Regions from separate parts of the Mus musculus genome. Here regions 1 and 2 are each linked to region 3. The links are chromatin contacts, called in public promoter capture Hi-C maps. All regions are on one chromosome and are shown on one strand. Each heading gives the region's core, a stretch centred on a gene start, on an enhancer-like site or on the middle of the called end of the contact. The rest is flanking DNA. Distances are from core to core; before and after follow the strand shown.

Evidence for each region. Promoter capture Hi-C pulls out the DNA fragments that hold promoters and counts their contacts. Capture Hi-C pulls out chosen DNA fragments and counts their contacts.
Region 1: a contact with region 3 is called in a promoter capture Hi-C map of stem cell-derived epiblast-like cells, with 2.4 times the contacts expected there. The contact joins the promoter of Zpld2 here to the promoter of Pafah2 in region 3. A contact is called at or near these places in 3 of 39 promoter capture datasets (the C10 cell line, embryonic stem cells and stem cell-derived epiblast-like cells), 13 of 484 Hi-C or Micro-C datasets (CD4 T cells, the P5424 cell line, embryonic stem cells and 1 more) and 2 of 9 other capture datasets (adipose tissue and macrophages).
Region 2: a promoter capture Hi-C map of liver shows a contact between it and region 3. The contact joins the promoter of Selenon here to the promoter of Pafah2 in region 3. A contact is called at or near these places in 2 of 39 promoter capture datasets (embryonic stem cells and stem cell-derived epiblast-like cells), 1 of 15 datasets of contacts at CTCF or cohesin (embryonic stem cells) and 4 of 9 other capture datasets (adipose tissue, embryonic stem cells, liver and 1 more).

Annotation. Positions count from the first base shown.
Region 1 is chr4:134,201,715-134,204,872 of GRCm38.p6, reverse strand. It overlaps Zpld2 (zona pellucida like domain containing 2), which reads left to right and starts at 1,869. Exons shown (of 8, transcript NM_001080712.1): 1 at 1,869-2,955. The coding sequence starts at 1,881.
Region 2 is chr4:134,550,832-134,553,624 of GRCm38.p6, reverse strand. Selenon (selenoprotein N) reads left to right here and starts at 1,459. Exons shown (of 12, transcript NM_029100.2): 1 at 1,459-1,688; 2 at 2,091-2,208. The coding sequence starts at 1,506.
Region 3 is chr4:134,401,257-134,404,244 of GRCm38.p6, reverse strand. It overlaps Pafah2 (platelet-activating factor acetylhydrolase 2), which reads right to left and starts at 1,333. Exons shown (of 10, transcript NM_001285874.1): 1 at 1,141-1,333; 2 at 2-152. The coding sequence starts at 1,230.

The DNA.
Region 1 (3,158 bases), core at 620-3,119, 200 kb after region 3:
ACAAGGCCTTGAGTTTGATCCCTAGCACTGCAAACAGAGCACAGCAGGGTTCAGGGGTGGGGATGGTTGTTGTTGTCTTTCTATCTGGATTCTCACAGCTCCTACAGCAGTGTTAATTTGAATGAGACACATTTGCCTACAGTGTCACCTGCTCTCTCTTCTCTGGCATGAAGCATTTGAAAAATTAATAGTTTTATTAGTTGGGAATTTTAGCTGGAGAGATGGCTCAGCGGTTAAAGGCACCGGCTGCTCTTCCAGAGGTCCTGAGTTCAATTCCCAGCAACCACATGGTGGCTCACAATCATCTGTAATGGGTTCTGATGCCCTCTTCTGGCTTGCAGGTGTACATGCAGATAGAGCACTCATATACATTAAATAAATAATTAAATAAGTATTTAAATAAATGGAAAGGAGAATTTAATACAAAGTATCACCCTACCCTCTCCTTCTTCTTTTATTTTTTTAAAGAATTATTTATTTATTTTATTCATATCAGTACACTGTTGCTGTCTTCAGACACACCAGAAGAGGGCATCTCATCCCATTACTGATGGTTGTGAGCCACCATGTGGTTGCTGGGATTTGAACTCAGGACCTCTGGAAGAGCAGTCAGTGCTCTTAACCACTGAGCTATCTCTCCAGCCCCTCTCCCCCCCCTTAAGAAGATACTATTTCTAAGTAAACACCTTAGTCCTCCAGCTCTTAGAATCTTTCCAGCACCCCCACCCCGCCCCCACCCCAGACTTTAGGTGAAGGGATGTGTTTCAGATCCATCTGTTGGGGCTGGGCACTCCAAGGTCAGTTCTCTGAGTTTTGACTAGTTGTGGCTTTCTGTAATGGTGTCCGTTGGCGGCAGCTGCTGCTGCTGCTGCAGAAGCTGGAGAGAGCTACACCTCTATGTGGCTATGAGGTGAGTATTTAGCATGCAGTCAGGAGCCTGCAGCAGAAGGCTCTCCAGCCAGTCTCTGAAATCGATCAGGGCAGAGCTGACAGGAAATGAGCGTGACTCGCTATACGAACTCGCCGCTGCTCCACTATTAGTTGTATTGGAACTCCTCATCAGGAGCGCGGGAGCTCAAGTGCCTAGGAAGTGGTAGGAACAGTCAGCCAGTGTCTTTATTTTCCTTGTTCCTGTTTTCGCAGGCAATGTTGCCTCAATCCCACCTTCCTCAAAAGGCGTTGAGCTTAACAAGAATCTCTCCTGCCCGTCCACAAGTTCAGTTGTGTCTCAGCGAACCAATGGCCCTACTTCCACAAAGGAACTCAACAGTTTATCAGTGAACAAGGCAACCACATCTCAGTCCCAGGGACAGATGACATCAGCTACTCTTCCAACATCACCCCAAAGCAGTAGTGAAACAGAGACCACTGAGCAGACGGTACACACGGCCGTGAAGACAGTCACCAATAGTATGTCACTGTTAGATTCCACGGTGACCTCTGCAGCAAAGGAGCTGGTAGAGTCATCCGAAACCACAATTTTATTCACTGTAGCCACTCCACCCTCACCAACACCGGACAAAGCCATTGACACAAATAAACCTTTACACACGGCGGCCATGACAACTAGGGACACCTCTTCACCAATCACAGCTAACCTGAGGACCACTGTGCTTAGCACAGGCACATCTGAGTCTCAGGAAAGGGACACTACAACTGTACCCCCAACCCCAGCAACAAGCCCCACAATGACGAGCAAGCCACAGGACACACACCACAACACAGTCACACAGATGCCCTCCCAGCCAGCACAGACGGACTTAAGCGACAGCAGGACTAAACTCACAACACTGCCACCACCAAGGCCCATCACCACTGGAATGAGATCCTCAGTGTCCCCAAGCCCAGGGGAGGCAGACATGACCATGACGACACCTTTGATGACAACAACAACTTCAATGACAACAACCTCAATGACATTAAGCACACCAGAGGATGCCATCCTGTCATCTGGAACTGGGATACCCACCGTGCCTGAGAAGTTAACTCTAACTGCACCCTCATCAACACTGGATAAAGCCATTGACACAAATAAACCTTTACACATGACAACTGTGACAATTAGGGACACCTCTTCACCAACCACAGCTAATCTGAGGACCGTTGTGCTTAGCACAGCCACATCTGAGACTCAGGAAAGGGACACTACAACTGTACCCCCAACCCCAGCAACAGGCCCCACAACAATGAGTATGTCACCTGGCACACACCACAGCACAATCACACAGACACCTTCCCAGCCACAGACGGACTCAAGCGACAGCAGGACTAAACTCACAACACTGCCACCACCAAGGCCCATCACCACTGGAATGAGATCCTCAGTGTCCCCAAGCCCAGGGGAGGCAGACATGACTGTGACAACAACAACAACTTCAATGACAACACCCTCAACGACATCAAGCACACCAGAGGATGCCATCCTGTCATCTGGAACTGGGATACCCACCGTGCCTGAGAAGTTAACTCTAACTGCACCCTCATCAACACTGGATAAAGCCATTGACACAAATAAACCTTTACACACAACAACCGTGACAACTAGAGACACCTCTTCACCAACCACAGCTAATCTGAGGACCACTGTGCTTAGCACAGGCACATCTGAGACTCAGGAAAGGGACACTACAACTATACCCCCAACCCCAGCAACAGGCCCCACAACAATGAGTATGTCACCTGACACACACCACAGCACAATCACACAGACACCTTCCCAGCCAGCACAGACGGACTCAAGCGTCAGCCTGGGTACAACCCAGTCATCGGACCATTCTACAGCCCTTGTTCCTAGCTCCTCAGAGACAACCAAATCCTCCACTATGATCGGGACCAGTAAAGCACCCTCCAACTCTAACCAGAGCAGTGGTCCGGGAGGTGGCACCTGTGCTTTGGATGAGTATCAGGCCAGTACCGGAGGTTGTGCGTGCAATGACAGCTACTATTCCCACTTGGGTAAGTGCGTATAATCCCTTCCAGGAAGTGGTCATTGTCTACTGCTGCTGCTGTTTCTCCTCCTCCTCCTCCTCTCCTTCCTCCTCCTCTCCCTCCTCCTCTTCTCCTCCTCTTCCTCCTCCTTCCCCTCCTCTTCTTCTCCCTCCTCCTCTTCTTCCTCCTTTTCTTTGTAAAGTTTCTCTTTTATTTTAATTTTATGTGTA
Region 2 (2,793 bases), core at 210-2,709, 150 kb before region 3:
TTTATGTGTGGCTAAAACCTGCTCAGTCATGTTCTGTTCTGGTATTATAAAGTGGATTCATGTGTGTGTGTGTGTGTGTGTATGTATGTATATGCATGTGAGTGTATATGTGTGTATGTATATATATATATGTGTGTATGTATATGTATGTATGTATGTATTGTATACATGTGTGTGTATGTATGTGAGTCTATGTGTGTGCATATTATGTGTGTATGTATGTGAGTCTATGTGTGTGCATATGTATGTGTGTATGTACGTGAGTCTATGTGGGTATGTGTATATGTGTGTATATGTGTATGTGTATATGTGTATATGTATATATGTGTGTATATGTGTGTGAGAGTATGTGTGTTGTGTATGTGTGTATATGTGTATGTGTGTATATATGTGTGGGTGAGTCTGTGTATATATTCATGTATGTATGTATGTATATGTGTGTATGTATGTGTGTACGTGTGTATATGTATGTGTATGAGTCTATGTGTGTATATGTGTGTATGTATATGTGAGTCTATGTGTGTATATGTATGTTTGTATGTATGAATGTATGTATGTATGTGTATATGTGTGTGTTTGAGTCTGTGTCCATATTCATGTATGTATGTATGTATGTGTATATGTGTGTGTTTGAGTCTATGTGCATATTCATGTATGTATGTATATATGTGTACGTGTGTGAGTCTATGTGTGTGTATGTATGTGTGTACTATGTGTGTGTGTATGCGTATTATGCCAATGTCAGGTCTCTTCCTCTATCACTCTCCAACTTATTTTTTGAGACAGGGTCTCTCACCTGTTTGGCTAGACTAACTGGCCAACAAGTCCCAAGGGTTTTTCTGCTCAACCTTCCTATTAAATAATGTGTGGGCACATCTGGCTTTTTAGCACGGGTGCTAGGGATCAGCTTCTGCAACAACCCGCTGTGTCCTCTCCCCAGTTCCCAGGAGTTCTTTTGAGTCCTAACCATATTTTAGATCATAATTTCAACAGCACTCTTTCACTATGGCACACACATTTTGCAGAACTAACTGAACTTTGGATGGAAGGGAGGGAGAAAGGGAAAGAGCCTGTGTGTGCAGGGATGAGGGTGATCATAGCCTGTGTGTGCAGGGATGAGGGTGATCATAGCCTGTGTGTGTGCGCAGGGATGAGGGTGATTATACTTGGAGGCTCAGAAGACAGGAGGAGCATCACAAGTTCAGGGTCAGCTTGGACAACACAGCGAGTTTCAGGCTTGCCTGAGCTACAGAGTGAAAGGATGTCTAAAAGAATTTATTTATTTATTTATTATTTTATTTATTTTGGAAGCGGCGAGGTAGAGGGCCTATGGACCGGCTGAGCAGGCGCTGTGCCCTCGGGACCTCCCTCTTTCCCCGGCAGTGATGGGCCGGCAGTCCACCCTGCTGACGCCCTCCCTCCCAGCTCCGCCCCGCCCCGCGCCGCCCGCCCCGCGCCGTGCGATCCCCTTCCCTGCAGCCGCCGGGATCCCCGGAGCCGCCGCCATGGGCCAGGCCAGGCCCGCAGCGCGCCGCCCGCACAGCCCGGACCCCGGCGCTCAGCCCGCGCCTCCACGCCGCCGCGCCCGCGCCCTGGCGCTGCTCGGAGCCCTGCTGGCGGCCGCCGCCGCTGTCGCCGCTGCCCGGGCCTGCGCGCTCCTCGCCGACGCCCAGGCGGCCGCGCGGCAGGTCGGAGGGGACAGGAGGGGGACAGTGGCTGCAGAAAGAGGCGCAGAGCAAAGCTCTACCCCGCACCAGGGAAGGGGGGAAGTGGGGAGGCCGGAGGGGACAATGGCCAGGACAGGGTAAAAAGTAGGACCGGGCCTTTGGGAGAGGAGGGAGGGAACTCGGAGTAGACAATGGATGAAGACGTGGAGTGAAGCTGGGACCAGACGCGACTGAAAAGGGGACAAGGAACTCTGGGACTGTTGGGAAGTGACATTTGAGCAAATGGGCTGGCAAGTGTGGAGGGGACTCTGGAAAAGAATGGCAGGAGCCACTGTAGCAGGAAGCAGCTCCCTGCTTCAGGGACTGGGATGGAGAGTTTGGGGCCCATGGTGATGCTTAGCTCAGCTCCTTCCTTCCCAGCAGGAATCGGCATTAAAGGTCCTGGGGACAGATGGCCTCTTTCTCTTTTCCTCGCTGGACACTGACCAGGATATGTACATCAGTCCGGAGGAATTCAAACCCATTGCGGAGAAACTGACAGGTACCAGAGAGGCTGGGCACTCAGGGAAACCTAAAAGGAATTGGGCCCGGGCCCCGAGCCCACACCCCCTCACCACTTTCGGGCTGGTGGGTACCTGAGTTGCCGTAGCACCCAATCCCATTTCAATGGTGACAGTAGCATTCCTCCGGCCACCTGCCAGGCCACATCCTCAAATTGAAGCCTTGAAAGAGGATGCAGCCTTTACACCTGTCCCACGCCTGGGGCCGTGGCTGCTGTCAGGCTAAGCTGTATTTGAAGCGATGAAGATGCAGGCAGATTGACCCTCTTGCCAGGCTAGAAGACGACAGAGCCAGGTTAGACCTGACCTGACTCACAGGGTTAAGGATTTCAGAGACTGTGTGTGCAATGGCCAATATGCAGACAGTCACAAACAGGAAGGAGTCACAGCTGCTGGCACTGCTCTAAAGCCTAGGTTGTATAATTCCTAGTCGCCAGCCAGTGCTGCCCAGGTGCGGATTTCCTTACGATAAATGGGAGGAGGATAATCGGAGTCTCGAATGAATGAATTATAAAGTGCTTGTCCCTCCCGTCCAGGCTGTGTGTCAGTGCACTTGTGAGCTCTGT
Region 3 (2,988 bases), core at 84-2,583:
CCGATACCCACGTTGAACAGCAACCCCACCCAGCGCTTGTTATACTGCAGGTAATCGGCCAGACCCATGCTGTACTCGTAGCGGGGAATCCACAGGGGCTGCTCGCACTTCTCTGATGCTTGGCAAGGGTAGAAGAGTCGGAAGAGGCTCCCCTGGGGAAAAGAAGGGAGCAGCTGCTGGGACCACAAAGCTTAGGCATTTGGGGTCAGCAGGAGTCTGGGGCACCAACAGAGAAACAGAGGCTTCCTCCGATCCAGAAACAATTTTGTGGCTAGCACATCAGAGGGCTTATGTCCTGACTGTCAAGTGCATTTCCAATTACATCCTGGAACAGCGCCATACTGTGGACCTAGGCTCCGTGCGAACGAGGGAGGTGGGGGGGCTAGGTCTTTGCTCTTAGGATGAACTCAGTGGCAGCAGAAGGCTTGGTCAGGAGAGGGAGCAGGAGAGGGGTTACCAGGAAGTGGGTGTCTCTCACAGAACAGAGGTGAGCCCAACCACCGGGGACAAAAACCTAAGGAACTTGTTGGGTCATGGTGGCACGTGCCTGAAGTCCTGGAGGTGGGAGGATCAGGGGCTTATGGTCATTCTTGGCTACATTTCCGGTTGGAGGGCAGCCTGAGCTACATGAGAAACCTCAAAAATGTTAAAAAGGAAGAGGAGGAAGAAGAGGAAGAGGAGGAGGAGGAAGAGGAAACAAAGAAAAAGAAAAGCTTAGGAATTGGCAGGAGGTTCAGAAACCAGAGAGAAGTGAATGGGAGGCTAGAGGTGAAGACCTCATCTTCCCACCCAAGCTGTAGAGTCAGGACAGTGGCCTGTGGCCCACTATGCTTCATCCTGTCCCCCTACATCAGGATGGCATCGAAAAACCTCTCTAGGGTCAGATGCCTGGACTCACGACAGGAGAAAGGGTCTGTGAGGTGCCTCTGGCTCCTCCTTGCTGCAGAAAGAACTCGGCCATCTGCGGAGGTTCTAAGAGTTTAAATGAGGAATTTAAAAGCCAGCAGGAAAACAGGCCAAAAGGCTGATGTCCAAACTCTGCCCAGCTGTAACTTAGCAGCCCAGAACTTACACACTTGGACCTGTGCTGGTGAAGTCCCCGCAGTGGAACAGAGCAGGGGCGGAGCTTGGGACACTTACCTCAAGACTGTGACCCTCCATCACATCCGTGCAGCCAATGTGGTGGGGTCCCGAGATGGGTGGGAAGCACACAGACTGGCCGGCCCCCATCTCATCACCAGCTGGACCAAAGCCGGGTGCTCGGGAATTTGCTGGCTGGAAGACAGAACACAGAACAGCCTCTTGCTGGTCTCTCCCTCACTTGCTGTTTCTCTAGGTCATGTGCCAACCCTGTCCACTTCCTGACATCCTTATCACCCCAGCCGACCTTCCTGCCAGCTACTCACTAAATCATATTCGTTATTTACACTTGCGACTTTGCCAACGTTTTCAGGCTCGTCTTTCGGTTGTCTTTCTGCAGTGGCGGGGTGGAAGCCGGGGCCTTACACTTGTTAGGTAGCGACCCATTCCATCCCCAGCCCTATGGACTGTGGTCTTCATTTCCCTCTGGTGGGGTGAGGAGATAGTGGTGATGAGCTAGTCCTCAGATCCCTCAAAACCTACAAACCATAAGGGTGTGGCTCAGTTCTAGCATACAAGAAGCCCTGGGTTCAATTCCCAGAACTATAGAAAACAGCTACGGCGATGAACACCTGTAACCCCAGCACTGAGGAGGGTGGTGTCCGGAGGGTTAGGAGTTCAAGGCAAGCCTGGGATGCATGACTCTGTCTCAGGATTATTGCGTAATGACCCCGCACCTACCGTGTATCTATCTGACAGTAACTGCTGTAGTGATTACAGCCCAGACTTTGCCTTCCCTGGCTAATAACGCCCCACTGAGGTCCAGCTCTTCCTCAGCTAGCACTGTACTAAGTCTCTGATAAACACTGCTTCATCTAACCCTCTCAACAGCTTTCCGAGAAGGGAGGTAGCTGGACCAATTTTGCAGACTCAAGAGCAAGGCAGAGAGGTCTAACTCAGCCCACGAACCGGCTTAAAGCAAGCAACATTTCAATTCCTATTCCTTACAGCCTAAACCACCTGCATGGGCGGGGCCCTGCCCCCCACCCCCACCCCCGCGGTTTGTTTGGACATTCTGAGTCCTCCTCTGGGAGGATCAGTGTGCAAGCCAGAGCAAGCCTGGGCAAAGAGAGACTTTGGAGATGGTTGCTGCCAACGCTCCCTGCAATCACCCCTGTCCCTGCCTCGGCACATACACGTGTGTAACTGAAGAACTCATAGTCCTGAACTGTTTAAGGCCACAGCTGTTACTACACACACACACATACACACACACACACACACACACACACACACACACACACACACACACACACACACACACACACCTTCCTGCCTGCCAATCATCTGGTCCAGAGGAAAAACCCCAAGAAGCCAGCCAGAGTCACTCTACTTAACGTTGGGAGGCAATAATTTTCTCTCTACTATTCCTTTTCCTCTTTTGTTCTTCCAGCGCAAATTTTAAGACACCCACTAATACAAAAAGGAGGAAGGGAAGAGGAGCTAAATTCTGTTGCAGGCTGTGGACCGCACAGCCAGTGGGAAGGGGGAGGAGCCTCTGCCAGACTCCACCCACTCCACCCCACCCCACCCCGGCCCGACCCTCCTCCCCCGAGGCTGAGCACACACACTGGAGAACCAAGACTGCCGCTGCAAGACACATGTGGGTCACATGATGGTGAAGCAGCTGCAGCTCCTGTCATAAAAGAGAGATAAAATGCCACTGGAGTTCTGAGGAGAGTGAGTGTGTCCCCTGAGCGTGGGAGCAGAGAGCAGGGAAAGACAGGATTGAAAGTTAGGAAAGGGCGTGTGAGACATGGGGGCAGTTAGTGCTGGCTGCAGAGGGAGAAAGGAGCGCGTGCACGCGCGCAAGCTCCCACGCGTTCCCGTGGGTGGGTAAGCGTAACC